2 separate regions of the Hordeum vulgare genome follow, and region 2 is linked to region 1. A link is a contact called in public Hi-C data. All regions are on one chromosome and are shown on one strand. The core of a region is the stretch at or near the end of the contact, and the rest is flanking DNA. Distances in the headings are between cores, read along the strand shown.

The links. Hi-C and Micro-C count contacts between places; a contact is called where the count stands out from the background.
Region 2: a contact with region 1 is called in a Hi-C map of seedling, with 4 times the contacts expected there. The contact joins the promoter of LOC123426634 here to the promoter of LOC123426630 in region 1. A contact is called at or near these places in 2 of 6 Hi-C or Micro-C datasets (leaf and seedling).

The regions. Positions count from the first base shown.
Region 1 is chr2H:454,555,417-454,561,117 of MorexV3_pseudomolecules_assembly, forward strand. LOC123426630 reads left to right here and starts at 2,937. Exons shown (of 7, transcript XM_045110490.1): 1 at 2,937-3,731; 2 at 3,869-3,965; 3 at 4,049-4,102; 4 at 4,197-4,288. The coding sequence starts at 3,034.
Region 2 is chr2H:455,168,957-455,174,657 of MorexV3_pseudomolecules_assembly, forward strand. It overlaps LOC123426634 (arogenate dehydratase/prephenate dehydratase 6, chloroplastic-like), which reads left to right and starts at 3,412. Exons shown (of 1, transcript XM_045110494.1): 1 at 3,412-5,051. The coding sequence starts at 3,613. The coding sequence ends at 4,857.

The sequences.
Region 1 (5,701 bases), core at 1,687-4,186:
GATCTGATGAATTGTGGGTTTATGTTTAGATTATTCATGCAATCGTATTGATTTCCTTGCTGGTCTTCCATACACTCCTGTGTCCCAAAATAGTTGTCTCAACTTTGTACTAGCTCTAGTACAAAGTTGTACTAAGCTTAAGACACTTATTTTGGGACGGAGGGAGTATATGAATGACTATGATAGCTTCGTAATTCTCTCCGATTTACCTGTTTGGTTTGGCTAACTAGATTGATTTATCTTCAATGGGAGAGGTGCGTAGTAGTGGGTTCAATCTTGCGGTGCTCGGTCCAAGTGATAGAAAGGGAGATGGCACGTATTGCATTGCTGCCACTAAGGGTGAAACGATGGGGTTTATTCATATTAATTAGTTTTACTTTGTCTACATCATATCATCGTCCGCCAAGCATTGCTCTACTTTTATTTAATACTCTATATGCATGCTAGATATTGGTCGATGGATGGAGTAATAGTAGTAGATGGAGGCATGAGTCGGTCAACTTGCTTAAGGACGTGATGCCTATATGTAATTATCATTGCCATGAATAAATATGGCATGAATATCCGCTTTTTCTATCAATTGCCCGGAGTAATTTGTTTACCAACTGTATGTTTTTAGAGAAGCCTCTAGAGAAAACTATGGCCCCGGATCCCTTCACAAATGTAATTAACAAAACTCTAAATACCTTTCTGCCATTATTTACTTTATTTTTATTTTTTGTTTATATTTATCAAACTATCTATCTATCACTACTTATCGCTTGCAAGTAACGAGTACACGGGGATTGACAACCCTCTTGCCCGCGTTGGGTGCATGTGTGTGCTCTTTTATGTGCAAGTGCTCAAGAGGGGAAATTGTGTGGTCCTTCTATTGGTTCGATAACATTAGTTCTCACTGAGGAAAATACTTACCTCTATTGTTGTCACGACTTGATCCAAATTTCCCCTATAAAATGAAGACTATTATCCACAAATAGTAAATGAGATATATGTAGTGTGTATATTTTAAGCCGGAAATCTTGGATAACCCCTCTTGTCGAAGCATCATTATGTAACAAAGATAGGGCTTCAACCACAAAAATGAATAAGTGCGGTGATAAAGGGTTCTCTAGCCTAAGGCCACATGAAGGATGGAAATATTCTAGAAGTCGGACATTAATCCAAACAAAAATTTCACTATAGTAACACAAGTCATAACCCGCTTAATCCATATTGGAGCAAAGCCATATGCTTGAAGCATACTTTCTAGGAATTTAGAGTCCACGCTGTCATAGCTTTAGCGAAATCCAACTTATTATATGCACAAAGTTTACCGTGAGCATCTTTCAACGAATTTAAAGAATGCATACATTCAAAAGCGATGAGAGCATTATCATAAATTTATCTACCAACGATAAAGGCACTTTGGGTAGGAGAAATCATACCATCTAGTAGAGACCTCAGTATGTCAGCAAGGCACTTGGAGATAATTTTATATATGACATTACATGGGCTAATTGGTCGGAAGTCCTTTATGAACCGAGGATTCTTCACCTTAATTAGGAAAAGGAACAATAGTCATATCATTTATCCCCCGAGGCATACTTCCAGAAATAAAGAATTGTTGGACAACACTCAAAGTGCTGGTTATCGACTGGAGGAGGGGTGGGGGGTGAATAGTCAATTTTTATGAAAAGCCCCGACAAGTGAGGAGAACTCGGTTGCACATTGAAGAATCTTTGATGGATAGCCGACTACCATGCAAAATATGACTATTTTCACGGGGTTGATAAATTTTGGGATCAGTTAGATGTAAACTCATTGAACTTTGATACTTTTTGGGAGTGATGCACATGTTTGCAACTATTTTTACGTATGTAATTGATTTAACATATACATGTCAAGTAGAGGAGGTTGAACATGAGGCTAAAGTTTAGTGCACAGTTGGATGGCGTGTTCTTGTATCTCTGTCCGCGAACGCATTAGTGCTTGATTTGAGTAATTCCCATTGAAGATACGTGAGTGGAGTTATGCATCAATACAAACAAAAGGAAGCAAATAAAAAAAATACTATCCCATCTAAGTTTATTGGCCCCCCTCATGCTTTGTGTCAAACATTGATCCTTTGTAAAACTAACAAAATAGAATTATATGGTAAAAAAGTATATTTTGGAGTTGTATTTTCAAAAAGTTTTCCATAATATTTTTTTATGATGTATATTTTAATTTTATATTAGTTAAACTTTAACCCAAAATAAGGAGGCGCCTCACGAAACCAGACGAAGGTGCTACATGCTTTCTCCGTCCGAAAATTTGTGTTTAAGGGCCTCTTTGATTCGTAGGATTTTAAAAACATAGAAATAGAAAAAGTATAGAGTTAGAGTGGCATGCCCACTTGAATCCTATAGGATTAGCAATGGGTGTTATAGAAAAAACGAAGGAATTGTAAAAAAAAGATTAGAGTAGATGTTAGATTTTCTATGAAATGTAGTACAAAAGATTTCATAGAAAAAAATCCTATGAAATCAAATCCTATAAATCAAAAGACCAACAAAGAAAAAAAAATCCTAAAGTATTTCAACCCTCCAGAAATTCTATAGAATTGCTTTGAATCAAAGAGGCACAGTACTTCAGTACACAATAAAAACTGGCTGCATATCGTAGACAATGTTTTTTTTCTGTAGATTTTTAGGTCTTTCGGACCAGCCCAAATTTCAAACTTGAAACAGGCCTGACGACACAGTACTTCTTCAGTCTGCCTGCCACCCACACTGATCCCATTGGACCGACCTGTGGGTCCGCTTCACTTTTTTCCGGGAAAGAAAGGGCCCACTCCGCGGCAACGTGTAACGCGGCAAGGTCACGGAGCCGTGAGCAAGCCGTAACGGAACCGTGGGTCGCCCCCGTTCCCCATCACCATAACCTGCGTACCGTCCACCGGCACCCACCCCCAGCGGCCAGCGAGCGGGGGGTAACGTCGTCACCCTAACGCCGCCGCCGTGGCCGGGAGCGGAGCCCGCGGCGCAGCCCTAACGCTGCCACGAGCGCCATCCTATGGCCTCCTGCAACGACGACTTCGGCCTCCTCGGTGACGCCCACCCCGCTCCCCAGGCTCCCGCCCAGCCGGCCCCACCGCAGCAGGCCCAGGCCTTCTGCTTCGTCGAAGCCCCGGCCGCGGGCTCCGCCGCCGGCCCCTTCGCGCCGGCCCGGGAGGAGGGCAACCACAGCTCCGACCGCGGGAAGGCGTCGCACCACACCAAGCGGAGGAGGGACCGCCCGGAGGAGTTCAGCGATGGGGGCGAGTACTGCTCCTACATCAGCGGCGGCGGCAGCGGGGGGAGGAGGGGCCGTGGCGGCGGCGTCTCGTCGGACTACCGCAAGGATCGGGAGGAGTGGACGGACGGCGCCATCAGCAGCCTCCTAGACGCATACACGGACCGGTTCGAGCTGCTCAACCGAGGGAATCTCCGGGGGAGGGACTGGGAGGACGTCGCCGCTGCCGTGACCGACGGGCATGGCAAGGGCAGCGGGGGCAAGAGCGTGGAGCAGTGTAAGAATAAGATCGACAACCTCAAGAAGCGCTACAAGGTAGAGTGCCAACGCATCGCCGGCTCCGCCTCGGCCAGCCTCTGGCCCTGGTACAAGCAGATGGAGCAGATTATGGGCAACTCCCCATCGCCCGGCACCCTCAAGCCGCCGCCGGCCACCAACGACGAAAAGCCGCGGCAACAGCAGCAGAACAGCAACAAGAGGTGGCTCCTTTTTACATCTCTGCTCTCATTAATTTGGGGATCTAATGGTGGAGAGTCTGGAGACGAGCTAATGCTTATCCATGCAGGTGCCCTTCTTCCGGCTCTGTCCACACTACTACCATGGTTCCTTTTTCCAGATCGACTCCTCTCTCGAATCCGAAATGGAAAAGGGTACTTCTGAAGATTGGGGGCACTGCATTGGCTGGAGAAGCTCCTCATAATGTTGACCCTAAGGTAGTACCATTCCTTAAATATATGCACAGATCTTGTTCATTGCTCTGCTGAATTTTTCACACAGAGCCTTGTGACCTTGCCAGGTTATCATGCTGATTGCCAGAGAAGTTCAAGTGGCATGCCGCCATGGTGTTGAGGTAAATAGAATACATTCATTCTACTATTCTATACATCCATTTTGTAAATATCAAGCGATACAGGCCAAACTAATATTGCATTTTGTCCAATCAGGTGGCTATTCTCATGGGAGGTCGGAATGTATTCTGCACTGACTCTTGGGTTGCTGCCACTGGCACTGATAGAGCTTCAACGCATCTGATTGGGTAATTATCTTGGAATCATGTCATTGTTAGCTTTCTCAAAACTAAAAGAGTTTGGCTGCTTGCATACCAAGATGCCAAACAGAGTAGTATATGGATAGCTTTTCCTTGGGTTTTGTTCCAGTGCACAGATCGGTTGAGGCTGGTCCAATCTGTGTGTCAATAAAACTACTTTGTAACTATTCTTCACATGCTCGTTTTAATGTATAGAGTGCTATATTGCAAGTGCCAATATGAATTCCAAAACAAAAAAGAAGAAGAAAGAATTCATACATTGTTTTTAAGGCGTCCCCGAAGCGTCGCCTAGGCGTCAAAGCGCCCAGAGACGGCGAGGCGTCGGGCTTGCCTTAGACCATGGACCAAGGCGTCCAGATTCCCTTCTTGAGGTGTCCAAGTCGTCGCCTAGGCGGGGGAGGCGTCGCCTTGTCCAATTTGGACGCCTTGGGCGGGATTGGGCGGGAACTGGTGAGTGGCGGGGCGGGAAACAGAAATTGGGCGGGATTGAATAGAAATTGGGGGCCAATCTGAGGTGAAATAGATGGGAGTGAGAGTGGGGAACACACCGGTGACAGAAAATCAATCCGAGAGAGAGAGAATAGCTCTCTCCTCTCAGGCGGCCAGCCCCTCCTCCGCCAGATCCCGTCCGCCGGCCAAGTTTCCTCCCTCGTCCAGCTTCCTCTCCCTCGCCGACCAAGCTTCCAGGCCTCTCCTCCCCTGGCCCATCCCTCCCCCAGCAGGGCAACAAAGTACGACTGCTCTGCTGCCCATGGTCTCTTTCCTCTCCGCCCCTCACTGCTCTGCTGCTGTGTTGTGCTGTGCTGTGCTGCTTCAAAAAGTGAACTAAGGCGTCGCCTCGCCTCGCGCTTTAAGCGCCTAGGTGTTGAGGTGCCCCCCCAACGCATTAAAACGCCTGGACGCCTTAAAAACCATGCAAATGATTAGAGACATAGCCAGAGCCTCAGTGACTCACCAAGCTTAAAAACTGGAAGCAGTTGTTTTAGTTTAAAGTATATTCAATCCCCCCAAAAAGTTTGCATGAATCTTAAAATTACTTAATAAGGGTATTCTCGTACAGTCACGATTAACTAATTCTAACCTGTACCCCCCCAATGGATCAAACAAGATATCAGAACAATATAAGTTCCACTTTAATCTGCATCGAAATCCGTAAACTTTTCCGGTGGGGGGGGGGGGGGGGGGGTTCCAAACAGTCCTCTCTGGTAGGTGATCCCAAGCAAGCTGCCAGGCTAGGTTAGACCTTGTATCCCATTGTTTTTTTAAGTTGGGCAATTTCATGTGCCACTGAGCTGATCCCGAGTAATGTATACTAGAATTGTGGTTTGCTCTTTTGATCTTTACTGCGTATAATCCTTAGCTGTAGACTGTTAACAACTACGGCACAGACTATTGTTTGAT
Region 2 (5,701 bases), core at 2,162-4,661, 610 kb after region 1:
AAATAGCTTGGGTTGAGAGGAGGAGAGGGAGACGATCTATCTTTTGATTGGAACAACTCTCAAAGGGGCTCAAAAATGCTCTTGGGATCTAAGATTTGGTGTGATCAAATGTGTGTGAGGTAGAAATGTGTTCTTATGAGGATAAGACTGTGTTGGGCACCCTCTCACGAAGTGGGAGGGGGGTATTTATAGTGGAGAGAGAAAAACAGCCGTTGGGGACACTTTAAGTCACACAGGGGTCGGACATCCGGCAGTTCACGGATGTCCGGGCGTCCACAAGGGGTCGGACGTCCAACAGGGGTCGGACGTCCGAGGGCTGTAAATATATCTGGAACCACTGTGGAGTTGAACAGGGACCGAACCGTCCGGAGAAGGCCGGAGTCCGAGTTATTCGACTCAAACTTCTCTGGTGCAAGATTCCGGATTTCCGAAAGGGGACGGACGTTTGGCCCTCGGACGTCCGGAGGGAGCCGGAAGTCCGAGTTATATGGCTCAAGTTCTTCTGGTGCAAAGCTCCGGATTTCCGAAGCTGGCCGGACGTCCGGCCCTCGGACGTCCGGAGGGAGCCGGAAGTCCGAGTTATATGGCTCAAGTTTCTCTGGTGCATAGTTCCAGATTTCCGAAGCTGGTCGGACGTCCGGGCCTCGGACGTCCGGAGGGAGCCGGAAGTCCGAGTTATATGGCTCTGATTTCTCTGGCATAGGATTCCGGATTTCCGAAGAAGTCGGTCGTCCGGCCCTCGGACGTTCGGAAGAAGCCGGATGCCGAGGCACTGGTTCTGTTTTCAGATAACAACAGAGCAGTGGAGATGTGGTCTGAGCAGAACAGTGGAGATGTAGTTTGAGCAAGTTCATCGCAAAACCTGTGATCCCCTCTTAATAGTGCGGGATCCCTAAAGACTCAAGAATTGAAAAAGGGGTATCGATGATCCATACTTGAGTGTATACTTTTATTCGCTAATCATCACTCTGCACCACTAACGTCAAAGGGACTGATACCTTTGAGTTCGCCCTTTCACTTGATCTTGATGTTGTTGTTCCTTCTTGGCTCAAGTTAAAAGCAAGACATGATGAAGTCTTCAAGTAGCTCTCCCATACACAATGTGGAAAGCCTAGCTTATGTATTCATCTTCATTTGTCCACCATGTGAACATCCACAAGAATCAAGCATGTAGTGCTCAGGAATGCTTATCTTGATCTTGTCCTTGTTAGCACATGATCTTGTCCTTATTAACACATGATCATTAATAATAGTTTCAATGATATATTCGTGCTGATCCACTTGAACTTGCACAACACAATCTTGATGACGATCACCACTTACGTCATCCTTCATGAGTTGTATGAGATCTTCCTTTTGACGCAAGTCCATGGAAGCACACCTACCCCCCCACATAGGAGTCTCACAAAGACCATGGGTTAGTACACAAACACGTAATGGACAATGCTTACCATACCATGGGATCACTTGATCCCTCTCGGTACATCTTATACGCTTTGTGTGTTGATCATCTTGATTTACTCTTTGTCTGAGATCTTGATCAACCTAGTGTCTCTATGACCATTCTTTGGATAATACCTTGAATACCATCTTGGTCATCATATAAACTCCTTGAACCCAACAGATGGACTTCAAGAAGTGCCTATGGACAAATCCTATAAATATAACTTAAGGCAACCATTAGTCCATAGGAATTGTCATCAATTACCAAAACCACATATGGAGATATATGCTCTAACAACAAGCAACATTCCCGCTTAGTACAGGTGAAGGCTAGCAATAGATTTAGAAGAGATCAGCTAGAGAGCGAAAACGGTCATAATCATGCATTATGAATAGTTAACATTGATCATTAGAGTAGGATATTAACACTCTGAATTTAAATATCATGAAGGTTGCATAGGTTTTAAATTAACTACATGTTTGCATATGGGCCAAGTCAAGCCGCTCGAGTCACTCACAGGGAAATACCATACTACCATACCACATCATAACCATTTTTATGCATGTTAACTCATAAGATGAATCAGTATCCACTCCTGGCTATTTAAACATGGTATGAGAAACTATAATCTCTAATTGTCCTCATAAACATGTTTACTCATGATATACTAAATGAAGATCAAACGGGGTAAATATATTTACAAAAATGGAAAACAACAAGAGTTCATACCAGCTTCCTTTGCCACGATCACCTCACCAAATATCGTCGTTATTACCTTTCACTTGCACGACCGAATGATGTAATAATAATGGTAGAGCAAGAGTATCGTGGGCTAAAATGAAATCTGCAAGGTAGTTTATACAAAGGAGAAGACAAGGTAATTTGCGCTCTTTTGTTGGATCAACATTAACGCATATGAGAGCGAGGGGAGGCGCGGGAGAAAGGTTAGCCGATAGCGGTGGCCATGACTTTCTGGGACAACCACCACCAACGAACTTGTGGAGCCAAAGGAGACGGCGAACAACACGCATGGGAAGACCGGATCTTGCCCACCGATCGCCAAAACTGCCGACTATGGGCGCCGCCATCGCCGGGACTACCAGACCCATCGCTCCGCCCAGGAGCACCGCTTAGAAGGGAAGGAGCGACAAGAGCCCCGCCACCGCCGTCCTCGGGAGCCAAGCCGGCTTCGCCGTCGGCTCCCTCACGCGACAGCGTGGAGAATAGAGGAGGAGAGGGCGGTGGCTGCCGAAGTAAAAGTACCTTGTTCTTTGTCTCCTATTACCTTCGATCCGATCTCACAGTTCGGGCCTCCTATGCGAGATCTGTCAGTTTTAACACCGACACAGGACGCATCAAAGGACGCACCAAAAAAAAATGAACCAAATGTCAGTTTGGATATACATAGAATGAAAAAAAATGCTAGACTAAAAAAAGTAAATCAATTACTCCACGCCATGTTTTGTTGTAGGGATTCATCGTCGAAAATCAATACAGAAAAATATCTCCCTACCAAGACAAAAATGCAGAGGAATCTAGATAGGCATCCAGCGCGCAGCAGTCTTCACTGTGCTTGGCACGCACCTGGCGCCGTGATTCGCCGGGCGATCTAAGAAACGACGGCGAAAAGGGGAGGCAGGCGCGCGCGGCTACAAGCCGCCGGCGCACGCGACCACAAGGGAAGGGGGGATGCACGCCACGTTCTCCTTGAGTTTCTTCTACCCCTCGGGACGGCTCAGTTGGTTGGTGAAGCAGGCCAAGACCTTTCGATATATTTACCCGAAAAGATACACATTTTGATTTGACGCTGACCCAACCAACCCCCCATGGTATCAGTCCTGACTCCCGAGTCGTGAATCCGTTGCCCCACGCGTCCCCACCAGGCCACCACACGGTCCACACCAACCCCGCTTCCCTCCTTCCAGCTCAAGCCCGCAACACAAACCAACCAATCGCCACCTATATATCCCCTTCCACCATCCCCTTCCCCTCTCAGCTTCCCCATCGAAGCTTACTCGACTACCAGTACTAGTTTCTTTTAGTTTCTCTCAAATTACCTTTTAGTTACCCGGCGCTATCGGCATCGTTTGTACTACTACTCTACTACCAGGCAGATTTCCAGGCCAAGAAACGGACCAACAGCTAGCTAATCGGTGCCGTTACTGGTCATGGCCGCCGCGAGTTTCATCAAGGCGCCCGCCGGGCAGAATCCCAGGCTGGCAGTCCACGCTCCGGGGAGGAGCGGCCGCGTCGTCAGGTGCTCGCTTGGCGCGGCCGTCGGCGGCCGGACCGAGTGGCTGAGCAGCTGCGCCGTCCTCTCCAGCAAGGTGGCCGCGCTCGGCCCCCACTCCGTCAACGGCCACGCCGCGCCGGCGCCGGCCCCCAACGGCGCGGTGCTCGATTTGATCCCCGTCAGCGGTGTTAACGGCGCCGCCAAGAACCTGCCGGCGCCGCTGCGGATTGCGGACCTGTCCCCGGCGCCGATGCACGGCTCTGAGCTGCGCGTGGCGTACCAGGGCGTGCCGGGCGCGTACAGCGAGAAGGCGGCCGGTAAGGCCTACCCGGGCTGCGACGCCATCCCCTGCGACCAGTTCGAGGTTGCGTTCCAGGCCGTGGAGCTCTGGATCGCGGACCGGGCCGTGCTCCCCGTGGAGAACTCGCTCGGCGGCAGCATCCACCGTAACTACGACCTCCTGCTCCGCCACCGGCTCCACATCGTCGGCGAGGTGCAGCTCCCCGTGCACCACTGCCTCCTCGCGCTCCCGGGCGTGCGCAAGGAGAACATCACCCGCGTCATCAGCCACCCGCAGGCGCTGGCGCAGTGCGAGCACACCATCACCCGCATGGGCCTCAACGTCGTCCGCGAGGCCTTCGACGACACCGCTGGCGCCGCCGAGTACGTGGCCACCAACGGCCTCCGCGACACGGCCGCCATCGCGTCGTCCCGCGCCGCCGAGCTGTACGGCATGGAGATTCTCGCCGACGGAATACAGGACGACTGCGGCAACGTGACCCGGTTCGTGATGCTGGCAAGGGAGCCCATCGTGCCGCGCACGGACAGGCCGTTCAAGACGAGCATCGTGTTCGCGCACGACAAGGAGGGCACCTCCGTGCTCTTCAAGGTGCTCTCGGCCTTCGCCTTCCGCGACATCACGCTGACCAAGATCGAGAGCCGGCCGCACCGCCACCGGCCCATCCGCCTGGTGGACGACGCCAACCGCGGCACGGCAAAGCATTTCGAGTACATGTTCTACGTGGACTTCCAGGCCTCCCTCGCGGAGCCGCGGGCGCAGAACGCGCTGGCCGAGGTCCAGGAGTTCACGTCATTCCTGCGGGTGCTCGGGAGCTACCCGATGGACATGACCCCCATGACCGCTGGCTCCTCCTCCACCGTCACATCGTCCGACTCGTAGCTCCCTGGAGAATCAGTGGAGCAGTAGGGACGTCGGTTAATTTGTGGTCATGTCGTCCCACTCCTCCCTCGTTGGCAGCTGGGGTAATTAGTTTTGTTCTTCGATGTTCTTGTTGTCATAATACCTGTAAAATCGTGCCATTTGAGCCAGTTAATACGCAGTGGAATACTACTCCCTCCATCACAGTTTATAAAGCATGCACATATATTTAGGTCGTCAATTTAACTTATATAAAATACTCACTTCGTTCCAAAATATAAAACCTTTTAGGGATAACATATGGAGCAAAATGAATGAATCTATACTTTAAAATATGTATATGTACATCCGTATGTAGTTTATAGTGCAATCTGAAATGTCTTATATTTTGGAAGGGAGGGAGTACATTGTTTAACATAAAAAATATACCATTAAAAAATAGAACATCTAAAGTTTCTAATGATATATTTTTTATAATATATGACTCTTAGTAAGTTGGTTAAATTGACTATCTAGATACACGTGTCGGACTTATAAACTGAAATAGAAGGAATACTAGTACTCCACTCCACATGAACTCTTCTTTTTTTTTAATCAAAACTCCACATGAACTCATGTCGTTGCCTGTGTCGTCCCGAAACAACTTGTCGGGCGAAAACGAAAGTTGCAAGGAATTTGTGGCTACGTTGACGTGCTGTGGCAAAACAAAGAGGGTGGTAGGTGGCGGGGGCACGTTCGTCCTCGCTCTTGGGCTTTGCTTGTAGCCTTTTGTTTTGGTAGTTAGTTGCACGTCCTCGTGCCTCGTCGTCTCGAACGCATACGCACACACGCACGCACGAACTTTTCTTGGAACTGCAATGGGCAC